2 separate regions of the Anser cygnoides genome follow, and region 1 is linked to region 2. The links are chromatin contacts, called in public Hi-C maps. All regions are on one chromosome and are shown on one strand. Each heading gives the region's core, a stretch centred on a gene start, on an enhancer-like site or on the middle of the called end of the contact. The rest is flanking DNA. Distances are from core to core; before and after follow the strand shown. Region 1 overlaps LOC136789998 (a long non-coding RNA gene). Region 2 holds the start of MYD88 (MYD88 innate immune signal transduction adaptor).

Region 1 (6,533 bases), core at 197-2,696, 180 kb before region 2:
CCAAGCCTGAGTGCAATGCCAATGCAGGAAACATGGAGCCACTGTGATCCCTTGGCTTGCTCCACGAGTGTTCAGCTCGTTTGTAAGGTCCCTGCTGCAGAAATACCAGAGGGTGTCTGGTACGGGACAGAGCCTGGGGGCAGGTAAGGAAACATGAGCAGAAAACACCAGTTTGTTAAAGCAAAGGCCATTTCTGGGAAGGGCTGGCTGCAAGGACAGTCTTGGCTTGAAAGCTTGTTTTAGATGTCCCACATGATGAAAACATTTCTTTGGCATCTTAAAAGTGTCGTGGGACCTGAGTCCTCGTTCCCCGACCCGGTGTCTAAATGGCATTGCACAATCCAATAAACCTTGGTGGTAGAAGGTCAGGGAGTTTTCCACCCACAGACCTCAGGTCCTATAGGCTGTGCTGGTGCTATTCTCAGAATCAGACCCTAAAATATCAGAATGAGGGCCACTGTGTTCCTGGCAAGGTCCAAGACCAAGCAAAAGCTGGAGATGCCCTCAGATGTTTCTCCTCCCCTGGGCCCTACAACTTTGCCCATGTCACTTCTCTGCAACCCAACCTCCACCTGAACCTGAGACTGTGGAGTCTGAAGAACTTCTACTTTGGGATTATTTTTCTTTCCTTAAGAAAGCTGGAGGCCAGCCAACCTTTTGAAGTGGAAATTACTAAATTTCTTTCCACGGTATTTCCAACCCACACAAAATCCAGCCGTTAACAGAGGTCTCCCGAGAAAAGCCAGTCTCCCAGGCTTTCCACCTTGATACCCAAAATGAGTAAATAGGAAAAACGACATGGCAGTATTTAGCAGGGAGCATTCAAAGGGACTGTGCAGCCTCACCCAGCCAGTTTTGCACCCGTTTTCCTGTGCACTATGCTCCCAGGAGGCACAGGATCGCACATGTGAGCTCCCAGCCCAGCACATGTCAGTGCTGTGGAAGCTCATTAAAATGGACCGAGCGATGTGCCAGCTGCAAACGCAAAGACAGGTCTTTTCAAATAAGCCCCATTAGTTCCACATGTGCGTTTGATAGATAATTTTTTGGTTACTTAACATGAAACCAATAATTATGGAAATGACTGCGATGATCCAGATACTTCTCCATAAGAAACAGACGGAGAGTAGAGGGAAGGCAATGTGAGAGACTTCGCAAGGGATTTTTCCTCCTCCAGTGCACCCATCCTCAACAAACTGCTGGTGCAGAGCCCTGCCCAGCAGACGAAAAGAAAGAAATCAGCTCTGCCAGCACCGGCTCCCTGCATGGTGCCTTCAGCTACAGGATTACACCCCTCGCTGCGCTGCCACACACACAGCCCTGCCGCCACATGGGGCACACAGCTGTCCTTGGCCCCCCAAAATGGGATGAACAAGCTGGGGAGAGTGCAAAATGTGGCTCTTTCCTCCGCTGCTTGTAGCCGGTTGTGAGTTCCCTGACAGGGGATCAAATCTGGAGAAGACGCACATTGCAACCAGCATTTTCCAGAAAACCTTTTATGCATCAGTCTGTTTATAACTAATAGCAGATTGCTATCCCTAACCCACATTGATTTATTCCTTCTCATGCTCGCTCGCACCCTGCACCATCCCCACACATGGGTGTCTGACACACAGGGCACAAATGCGCATGCAGCAATGCCACCCAGAGCAGCCAGAAAGGGCTGGGCACATGGGGGGAAAGAAAGAAGAGCACAGACATTTTATTGTGGGAATACAGCTATCAAAACAACATTATACAACTGCAAAGAAAAAAAAAAAAAAGTTTTTTTTAAAAAAAAAGAAAAAAAAAAAGGTGGTTATATAAACTGTGTTCCCTGTCTGGTCAGCACAAATCTCATGTGGGCTTAGGTCAGTCCATTTGACACAGCTAGAAATAATTGTCTGCGTTAACCATTAATAGGTCCCTGATCAAAGTTCCCTACTATCTGTCTCTGTCCCCTGCCTGTGCTCCCTCTGCCTGCCTCTCGTGGCTGCCCGCCTGCTGCCTACCCTGCTGTGCCCGTGCTGGAGAGCTCGGTGCCTTGGCAGGGATGCTACACCGACCACACTTCCATCCTGCACGTCCTGCTCTGCCCCATCCGGCCACATCAAGCACCCTCAGAGTTCCCACAGAGTGGTTGACCATGGCAAGCAAAGCCAAAAGCACGGGGGAACACGCCAAGAACGGGTCTTGCAGCACCTCCCTTACCATCTCCCCCACCTGGGTGACCACAGAATCACAGAACAGTTTGGGTTGGAAGGGAGGTTGTCTATTAACCTCTGGAGGTTGTCTATAAACTGCTGAAGCTCAAAAATGACGTCCTGCCAAAGCTCCCAGTCTCTACAAAGACATCTTCCAGGTGCTTGCATGAAGGAAGATTGCAAACCCCAAGAGTTTTCAACAGTAATGAGCCTCCTTTTTATTTTCCTTCCTTGGTTGTGGAAGGAAAAGGTGTTTGGGGAACTGGTACCCAATGGAACTGGTGCCCTTCATCCTCTAACCAGTCACCCCACTGTTGTGATTTGGGACCTGAAAGCAAGTCAACCCAATTCCAGAGCTTTTTCAGCAGAGTAGTTCTAACCGGGCAGACGTTTCTCTCCCTCTTCTTTCAGCACCAGCTACTGCATTTCCAAAAGGGATACAAGAGTCACGACTTGTTTTCTTCCAAGCCCACCCATCCTGCTTTCAGAGGACATGGGACCCACCTCTCGCAGAAACTACTCGGTGTGAACAATTCGTTCCCATCTTCCCACAGATGCCTGCCAAGAGAGCAAACCCAGCGCACAGCTAACACCAAAGACTAAAATCACCGCGCTGAGCCAGGCCCCCAGCAGAGACAGTAGCTGAAGAACCAGCCTAAGGCACCGTAATCCTGGCAAAAACAGTTTCAAAATACACTTTATCTAGCGAGTGTGCCTGGGAGCTATGCAGAGAATTATTTTGTGCAGCCTTTTTATGGAGAGAGGAACTGGATAGTGGTAGTCCCTGAAATAATTCACGGGTCTTTTAGCAGCCTCCATTACTCACTATTGGATGGACAGCAATGTTCATTGTTTCATGCTGTCAGTCCACTCCTTCTTCCCTAATTAAATACCTAACAAGGAAGCATCACAGCTTCAAAGCCTTGCTTTGCCCATGCAACTAAAAACCCATCCAACATCCATCAGATTTGTCCCTTGAAAGCCCAGCAGCTTATAAAGTCACTGGTATTTTCCCATCAGGGTTCAGGGCATCCTGCACAGTCCTCCAAGAACTGAATCTTGTTCAGTGGAAAATAAGCAGGTCAGGAAGACCCAGGGAGTGCAGGAGGAGGGTGAAGGTTTCGAGCCTGGTACACATCTGAATTTGTACAGAGCTGGGGGTGTGCTCTAGGCTGGTCCTTAGGTGCTGCTGCAACAAATGCATCTGAGATCATAAGCACCTACCGCATGAAATCAGACTCACCATACGTGCAAGGTAGAGAATAAAAGTGTTAATGTTTCTCAGTTGATTTTAAGTGCTGGAATAAGAGCTCAATAAAGAGTTTTCTACTTGTTCCAGTAAGATTTGAATCAGAGCACACAGAAAAGTACAAGTTATTATTCATAAATTAATGACAGAGGTGGTCGGTCCGTATATCTAGCTGTCTGTGTTGCCCTAACTCACCCCTGGTATCAAAGGTTTCTTGCTTAGCTTAGGCTTTTCTGGGTAAATGATTTTCCAGCTTTTGATGTTAAATGCAGCCCCTCTCGTTCATTATAAACCAACACACTATTATCTGCTCTTATTCACGCACTGCCTTTGTTGCTTGGTCAACCTTCCAGCATGCGCAGGATAAACGCCCAGAAAGAACTTCATGGAAAACCATGTATTGTCAGGTGCCAGAGCAGTCCTGTTAGTGGGCACGATGCTTTTTGAGGGGTTACCTTTGCTAAACTCTGACTTTGATCAGACTTAGACGGTGCGTAAATTGGATCCCCACAAACAGTACTGCCCTTCCCTGCCCCTAATAGTGAAATATTTCAATTCATTGCATCCGGACCCTCTCTCCCTGAAGTCCTGACCACCTCATTTTTGCCAGGAGGAGCAGTGCATGCCCTAGAGCTGTTAACAGTCTGGAGAGATGCCCTCTCTTACGGCTCAGGGAAAACTTCCCCAGCAAAGTCACAGGCATTTGGGACCACAAGATGCACTGAAAAACCTCCCTAGTTTGGAGGATGAATGTATGGCCTTTGCCAGAAACATCCATTTAAAAATCCCCATGCTGAGGAGCTCATTTATGCTCCACCTTAGACAAGGATTCCAGCAGATTTACACCCAAATCAGAACCTAGCTGTGGGTCTAGATGGCTATTCATGCCCCAGCTGGGCTCTGAATTTACTTGGTGGTTTTATAGGGAAGGATGAGACCTTAATAATTGGCAACAGGCAGACAGGAGCAAGGAGGAGGCTTCATCTCCTCCGCTCTTCAGTGCCAGCTCTCCAATTCACACCAGCTCCAATCACACATCAGCTTTTAATATTTAATTGCAGCTTTGCTGAGGGACTTTGCCTCCTGTCTTGTAAAGGAGGGGATGAAGAAGGAGTCAGAAGCGTGGTACTGAAGAGCCCCAAGGAGACTATCAAATGGCAGATCTCAGGTGGAGGAAAGCACTCTAGCATGTAAGTGATTTTACACAAAAAAACCCTCCCAGATCAGAGGAGATGGAATGAATTAATATCAGTAAACCCTTGGTGACTGGGGGGTGCTGTGCTGGTTGTGGGAACAGTTCAGGGTGGGCTGAGAAGAGTACTTCCATTTACTGTGCCTACTGTATTAAAGAAAAGGGGGGCATAAATGAAAAATCAGGGAACACTTCCCTTCTAATGGGTTTATTCTGCCATGAAGTAAATCCCCCAGGGGCTCTTCACGTGGAGTTGTTTAACATTAGACAGAACCGCAAGAATGGGGAATGATTCCTGGACTGTGGGAGGTGGGTGTCTGTGATCTAATAAAGCTGTCTCTTCTCTAACATTGTGTGAAATGACCTGGGGAAAAAATAAATAAATAAAAGGAGGGAAAAAAATGGATTTTCTAAAGCAAATACAGAGAAATATGCCTCCCTCTCTCTGGTCTTGATTTCAGATATGTTAAAGAGGGGAGGCAGTGATTCATAAGCTGCTGAATGTCACCCCAACCCCCCAGAAAAAAAGTGACCATATCTGCAAGTGCAATAGAAATCATTTATGAAACATACTATACAAGCAACACAGCTTTTAAAACAAGTATTTTCAAAATCTCAGTACAAGTATCTCATAATCCCATAGTTTGGATGTCTGTGTCAGTAATTAAAGAGCAATTACGTATAACTTGTAGGTCCCTTGAGCTCTATCTAAATTCAGAAAATGAGCCCCAGATGACCTAATGTACTTCCACGTGTCAGATCAGTCATCACAAATCCACTGCCTGAGACTTCTGCTGTGCCTTTCTGAAGCCTGGAATACAAGAACATTTTTGGCAGAAGAGGGCAAGAGGTGCTTAATCCTCCAGTTACTGCTTAATTCAGAGCTGATTCATGTCTACACAACACTGGAGACATTAAATATATATATATATATCCATTTATGATGCATACACATAATTTCCATCAAATTACTTTAAATGATTTAAAGCTGAACCTTTTTCTGGTTCTTTCCCCTTCTCTGTCACAAAGCTGGACTGGGTGACCAAGGAGAATAAGAAAATTGATGGGCAGAGGTGGAAAAGACCCATTCCCTGCATTAGGAGTAATTTGACTTAAAATGCGTCTTCTTAACCCTATTTTATTTTTTTGAAAGTGAATTTATGTGCTGAGGTTTGCTGATGTGTCAGTGAAGATGGAGTTTGTTCCATGGCCTTCTACTGCTTTCCTGATCCCATGAGTGGAGAAGGATGCACCAGGGGTTGTCTTTCCGTGGATCTTCACATCCAGCACCATAACCTTTACCCTCTTCTTCCAACACCTGCAGACAGAGGACATGGAAAAAGCTGAGAAGCTGCGGCCAGCTCAGTCCCTTCCTTTTCTGTGCCATTCTCCAAGAAGCATCCCAGAGCACGGAGCAGTTCCTCTGAGAAAATCTGTGTCTGTCTCCGAACTGGTTGCCAGGTGGGTGGCTATTCTACAGTTGCAGATGACCGTAGACCTCTGGAGCTCTCCAGGGTGGAGTCTCCTTCCTCCATATCCATAACAAATAGTTGTCACTCAGATAAAGTCTTTCCCAGGTACAGCATCCCAGTATTTTACATCTCAAGCTAGAGGCAAGTAGTTTTCTGCCACAAGTGCTCTTATCTATTTTACATTATTGATGCATTATTTAGTCTAGGAAGCCAAGTTCTGATCTAACCCCAGATCCACACAACAAACTTGCCCAAAGACAATAACATGGAAGAATTTGCCCTATACCCCAATGACTGTAACATTCCTAGGTGGACAATTAAGCCATTTAATCTGCATAGTCTCTATAGGTGCCATGAGGGAAACCAGCAAAGGCTGGAAGGATGAGCTGGTTAGGAGACAAGAGGGGTATGGGCATCTCATCCCCTCCTATTTTCTC
Region 2 (6,555 bases), core at 952-3,451:
GTACAACACTGGACTTATAATGACCTGCATCCATCAGGAGGTAGAGGCCATGCGGGACGTCCTGAGGCCTGTCATACAACCCGAGATGCCTTTGTGGGGGCAGCTGCATCGTGCCCCAGATCTGCACCTCCTGTAACGGAAGCACAGACCACAGGAACCTCGATACTGATGTTTTAATCTCTGAGCTGAATCCCACAGCTGAAGTCCTAATACGTGAAGTCCTAGTACACGAAGATGCCTTTGGCATCAGGACATACCGCACATGACAGTTTATGCAACCGTCCATTGTCTTTCCTCTTATAAAATAAATAGCTCCGACTTCTGCAAGAGTTTGGAGAACTAGCAACAGACTGCAGGCCACAGCTGCAATCCTCAGCCAAAAATCATAAAAGACACGAATGGCCACACTGGGTCAGGCTGTGGGTCCATCTAACTGTCCAAACAATGGTCAAAACCAGATGTCTAAGGGAGAACAGAAGAATAAAGTAAACATGGAGTGATATTTTCCAAAATTAATCTTTTAGCTATAATCTGTTTGTAAAATATACATTCTGGACAACTCGCAGTTCAGACATTTCCTGAGCCAGTGGCAATATTTTTGTACCGAATAACCCTCAGCGGGTTTTTCTTCCAAGAATTTATCCGTCTCCTCTTATCAGCGTGGCCCACAACTGGGCTAAACTTGTGACTTTCCTGGAGCTCTGGCTCCTCCCGCTCACCCCGCTATTGTCTGTCCGGGGTCTGAAGAAGTCAGCCCACTGCGCTCCCTCCTGGGGGCTCGGCCAAATTCGGGGCCACGAGCAGCCTCGGTGAGCGATGCACGCCGTTCTTCTGATACCCCGGCTCCCTCACGCAGCTGCAAGCTTCTGCTGCCGGTTATGGTCAGGGGATCACAAAACATACTGATTTTTGTTTTTTCTTTCCTCAAGCAGAGTCTTCAGAGCGTTCTTCATTGGGTAGAGCAGCGGGAATACAGGAAAGCCCTCCGTCGGTTCTTAGTCAGGCTCTCTACGTAGCCACATTCCTACATCTTCAGTTCTTGCAGTAACAGGAAATGAGATTTATTATTTCTTCATCGGTAACCCAGTAAACTACACGCTATAACACCCGGCTTCAGAGCCGCCTCTGGCTTTGGAAGTGCTTCGGCAGTGAAGTTCCCCTTCAGTTCTTACAGCCGGCTTCCCTGTGAATTCCTGCAATCACGAGCAGAGTCTACAAAGCACGGGTTATAAAAGCAGCTGTGGGGTCTCCACATTCACTGCTTGTGCTGATTCTGCCTCGTAACTTTTCAGTTTGCATGGAAATGAATTTCCCCTCCGGTACCCAGACCCGACAGGTCGTTCTGCACATCCCTCACCCCAAATATCCTCCTACCACCCCACCACTCTCACACTGTCCAACCCCTGAGCCTCCTCCTGGCCCAGCCTGCCGAAAGCATCCTTGGACGTGTTAAAAGGAACTGAGTGGGGCCTCTGGATAAGATGAGGCTCGCGATTGCTTCGCAGGGCTCACGGTTAGCAGAACCGGGGCGCGCTCCTCCCTTCTCTCCTGGAAGCCCTGTGAGGAGGTGCCGGGAAGGGGCTGCTGCGTCGGTGTGTGACCGAGCAGCACCCCCTGCCCCCCGAAAAATCCCCAGCAAGGAGACGTGGAGCTCAGTTTAGCCTCACACTCCCTCTGGGGACATCCCCAGGAGAAACCCGGGGTCCTTGTGCCCGTTTCCATCTCACCCCCGGCCTCCCCCCGCCCCGAGCCCCGAGGTGCGGCCGCGCCTCACCCACGCTGGCGGCCAGGTCAACCAAGACGTCGTGGCGCTCCAGGCGGTGCAGGAGCTCGAGCAGGCGGCCCACGGTGGCCCCCCCGGGGCAGCGGCTCTGCCACTCGTCCAGCAGCGCCCCGGTGGGGTCGGGCAGCGCCTCCAGCCGCCGGATCTCCAGGTACTCGCAGCCCAGCTCCTCGGCCAGCGCCGTCCAGTCGGCGGCCGCGGCGGTGCGGGGGTTGAGGTAGAGGCCGAGGCGGCGCCGCACGCCGTAGTTGAGCGCCACCATGGGCACGGCGGCCAGCTCCGGGGGGCAGCCCGAGGCTGAGGCCGAGCCCGCCGGGGCCGGGGCCGGGGCCGTGGCCATGGCCGGGGCCGCTTTCGGCTTCTTCCCTCCCTCCCCCGGCTGCCCTCGGGCTTCCCGCCCCGCCTCGCCTCACGGGGCAGGGCCCGCCTCTGCCTCTGCCTCTGCCCGCTGCCGCCCCCGGAGGGAGGCGAAAGGAGGAAGGCTGCGGGATGGAGGAGCCTTTTATTTATTCACTCATTTATTTATTTATTTATTATTTAAAATCCAAGCGGTTGGCCCAAATAGCACTGCAGGAATCCACATTTTCTGTTATTGCCAAGCTCCAGGCTTCTCTAAAGGATCTGGGGGTGCTGATCGATGCTCACCTAGACACGAGCCAGCAGCGTGCCCAGGTGGCCAAGAAGGCTGACGGCATCCTGGCCGGTATCAGGAGCAGTGCAGCCAGCAGGAGCAGGGAGGTGATCGTCCCCCTGTACTCTGCTGTGGTGAGGCCGCACCTAAAGTGCTGTATGCAGCTTTGGGCCCCTCAGTACAAGGAGATCGAGGCCCTGGAAAGTGTCCAGAGAAGGGCTTTGAAGCTGGTGAAGGGCCTGGAACACAAGTCCTGCGAGGAGCGGCTGAGGGAACTGGGGGTGTTTGGTCTGGGGAAGAGGAGGCTCAGGGGAGACCTCATTGCTCTCTACAACTACCTGAAAGGAAGGTGTGGGGAGCTGGGGGTCGGCCTCTTCTCACAGGTAACTGGTGACAGGACAAGAGGGAATGGCCTCAAGCTGTGCCAGGGGAGGTTCAGGTTGGAAATGAGGAGACATTTCTTCTCAGAAAGAGCAGTCAGGCATTGGGACGGGTTGCCCAGGGAGGTGGTGGCGTCACCGTCCCTGGGGGTGTTCAAGGAGAGGTTGGACGCGGTGCTTGGGGACATGGTTTAGTGGTGACATTGGTGGGAGTGGGATGGTTGGAACAGATGAGTGAGCTTGGAGGGCTTTTCCAACGTTAATGATTCTGTGATTCTCCTACCTGACACCCAGATCACCATATTCACAAGGGAAGGCTGACTGCTGAGGTACACACAATCTCCGTGTCTATCGTTGTGCTTCTGCTCCCTTTCCACTCAAAAGCTGAGGCACTTTTGCACATTCAGCTTTGGAGCTGCCAATTCTGCCAGCAGCAGCCATGTCCCGATTCTCCAAGTTAGCTCATGCCAACAACAGCTCCAGCTAACCCAGGAGATTTCACCCATCCTGGTTAGGATCCCTCAGATGCTGCTCTGCGAGGGAGCAGGTGAGAGCAGCAACTTACCATCATAAGGGGATGAGCTGAGAGCAATCCCCTCTTACGCACTTCTGCTTGGATCAAGAACAGGACATCTGTCAGGATCTCAGTGGCTTTGCAGTTGGGTTTCCAATTAATTAGGTTTGAACAAGCGATGCCCAGAATATAAGGCCTGTTCAGGTACTCCAAGATCTGGGCTACTGTTTTGTCCCAGACTTTTATTTGGGATACAATTATTTCTTTTAAGCAGCAACCCCTGAAGCTGACCCTTTTCCATCATCAGGAGCTACTCATCAGTTCCTGTTACCCAACAAATGGCAGGATTATCATATGAGGTCCAAACACCCCTTATAGGGTGTTCACTCCCTAAGAAGCTACTCGATTTGTTTCCTTTTGACAGAAGATCTCGCTTTTGTGTTCCACATCGGTTGTTTTCTCAATGCAGTCCTGAACTCATCTACCTAAATAACTAAGAGATTTAGCAGAATTATGTTATTCTTTACCAAAGAGGTCTGCATGGATCCCTAGTGGTAATAAATCCCAGAGCCGTGTCCCTTCTGCTGAGAGGGGCCTGCTCCTAGGCGCAAGGAGTTCAAACCTGGGCTCTCTGTCCATGATGGCCCAAAGACAGCTCTCTCCAGTCTCCCAAACTCTTCCATTCTGCATAAAATCAAAACGTTTACAGTGGCTGTAAAACCGCTTTGACTGGTTGTTGGTGCTGAGTACAACCCACGGTTCTCAGCTCTGAGTTGAACAGTTTATGGCTTCCAGGCCAGCACCAAAACCAACCCAGGTGCTGCAGTGACTCTGCACCAGTTTGCAAGAGGAACTTACTGTTTCCCCGAAGTCCTGTAGGGAACACAGTGCACGAACGTACCCTGAAGTCTCACTATCTGTGGATCTCTGTTGCGTCAGTGGAAATGAGGAAGATAAAATACTTCAGCAGCAAATTTTTTAATTGCATAATGAGCAGTAGTTTAAAAGCTTTAAGAATGAAAAATTAGCATAAGAAAATTCACGATAAAGAGTTCTTTCTGAATACCTGCTGCATAAACCATCTGCTCCAGTTTGTAAAAAGAGGTAGAAATTGAGCTTGTAACAGCTGTAAGCAACAGTGCCAAGCGAGAGGCACTGGAAAAGCAGCAACACTTGTTCAAAATGGAAAGGCGGTACCGTTTTGGTTAGTTAACATTAGTTTGACAGTCCCCTTCAACAAAAGCACTTTACAGAGTTAAGAGTGACACGTGTCTACGGGAATCAGACCCCCAGCACTCCTGGAGAGCGACACACTAACTGCCTACAACCTCACAGCAGCGGCTTAAGTGAGAAAGGATCCAAGCACCATAATCAGTGCTAGAACACAACCTCCAAATATCTGCTTGCAGACCCTGTCCTTGGGAACACCAAAGAGGCAGATCCCTATTACTTCCGCGAGGCCAGACTCCTAGCGTTGGCTTAGCTCAAAGAGATAGGGCATTAAATCTGAATATTCAGCAGCAAAAGCTCCCAGTGAACTCTTCTCCAGGCTGCACGTGGATCGCCTTCATCACACATCTTTCTTGCGAGAAAAGTAGAAATCTATCCCTCTGTCCTTGTGCTGCGCCGGGGTGCGAGCAGGTCCTCTCCTGCCCCTGGGATGGGGGCTTCTTCCCTGCTGCAAACGAAAGACGAGCGCTGAGACATTTCCTGATGCTGGTCTGGGCACAAAGCAGCCTTTACACGCAGTGTTAGAAAGAAAAATGTGCACGTGGCTCCTTTGCCCCCCAGATATGGGGCAAGAAGGAGGGGAGGCCTGACAGGCACGGTTCTAGTCCTGGACTTAGGAAATGAGAGTTTCTTGTAAGTTACGGGCTTGTATTTCCCACCCATACTGAATCTAGAAGTTCTTCCCCAGGCCTCAGTAACGCGGGGCAGTGCTGGTGAGCTTCCCAGGTGAGCTGGGAAGTGGGTCAAAATGGAACTCCTTCCTGAGGAGCTTTTTTAATTCAAGCTCCATCACTGCCCCAAACCTGTGCCTCACCAAGGTGTTCCTTCGTGGAGTTCTTTTTCTGATTTCAGATACACTTTTAAACACAAGAGTAATAATCTGGGCCTTTCGACAGCATGGCTGGAAGCAGAAGTCTGCTTCAGCAAGATCTTCCACTGGTGTCAGAAGAATCTGGCCTGGCAAATTTGTTTCAGTACCTTGGAATTAAAATGTGAAATGGATACACGGTTCATTATTCTTCACTGAACATTGTCTGACAACTGAATTTGTGCCTCCACGAAGTATCCCTTCCTCAGGAGGAGGCACGGGGGAAGGCAGAAATGCCGAAACCCCCTTGAAACACGCAAGCACTGGTTACATTCACTTCCTTCCCTTCCAACACTGGCCCTATCAGGCTTGTACCTCAGGTATGTTTAGCTTACTCTGACAGACACGGCTAAATAACCCTGGCGGCACAGCCCCTGTGCGGAGCTGGACCATCCCCTGCTGTGAGGTAGCGGCACTTTGCACTAAAGCAATCGTTTCCCTTTGTACCTGAGAAAGAAGAGCAGAACTCGCGGCCTCTCCTACAGAGGGAGAGAGCTGCAAAAACACCTCCCCGCCCCGTCCCAACCTTCCCAGTACTCACAGGCCTCTGGCTGATGTGCCTGCTCCACTCCGGGGCCGTCACGACTGGCTGCGGGTAGGTCTCGCCCAGAGTTACACCCGCCTGGGAGAGCGCGGCACTGCTCAGTGCCCACGGGGTGTGGGCAGCTGCTCCCTCAATGCCCCGTAGCTCTGGCACCCACAGCCGGACGTAATCTCCCTGCAAACAGAAGGGACAGGGTCCATTCAGCAGCGATCGGTGTGTGTAGGGGTCTTCGTGAAAGAAAAGCCTGATTTCCAGGGAAAGAAGCTGGTGCGTGACAGCATCAGTTAGCTCTCGACCCCTCCTGTTAAACCCGCTACCCAGAATTAGTGCCTGGAATGCAAAGACACAAGTGCTGGGGCTCCCCAAGCTCACTCTGCGGGCAGTGGAAGGAGACAAAGGTATTTTGGGGGGCTCACCTGGCCTTTTAAGGCATGGCAAGGTGAAATCACTCCCCAAAAGTCCATTTTTCTTTCCAGTGACTGACAGAAGCTAGGACGGCTAGCTTAGCTGCACACCTCTGTGCCTGGCTAAACGAGCCCCGGGATCTCTCCCATTAACTATCCTGCTGCGTCCCCTGCTAGGAAAAATGGTGATTTTTGCTAAAT

Evidence for each region. A called contact is a pair of places that touch in the nucleus more often than the background predicts.
Region 1: a contact with region 2 is called in a Hi-C map of liver, with 4 times the contacts expected there. The contact joins the enhancer-like site here to the promoter of MYD88 in region 2. A contact is called at or near these places in 2 of 7 Hi-C or Micro-C datasets (granulosa cells and liver).

What each region holds. Positions count from the first base shown.
Region 1 is chr2:5,809,209-5,815,741 of Taihu_goose_T2T_genome, reverse strand. LOC136789998 (a long non-coding RNA gene) reads right to left here. Exons shown (of 4, transcript XR_010829040.1): 4 at 4,271-5,942. Among named protein-coding and RNA genes, the nearest start is that of XIRP1, 5.5 kb to the right of the region's middle. Within about 2 kb of position 1,446, at least 2 of the 3 cell types and tissues checked have open chromatin away from gene starts, as enhancers often do. A contact at or near this core is called in liver, where this site is marked.
Region 2 is chr2:5,626,342-5,632,896 of Taihu_goose_T2T_genome, reverse strand. MYD88 (MYD88 innate immune signal transduction adaptor) reads right to left here and starts at 2,201. Exons shown (of 5, transcript XM_048062427.2): 1 at 1,775-2,201. The coding sequence starts at 2,123. It overlaps LOC106036846 (cryptochrome DASH-like), which reads right to left. Exons shown (of 16, transcript XM_066991426.1): 15 at 5,948-6,124; 16 at 4,271-4,986. The coding sequence ends at 4,879.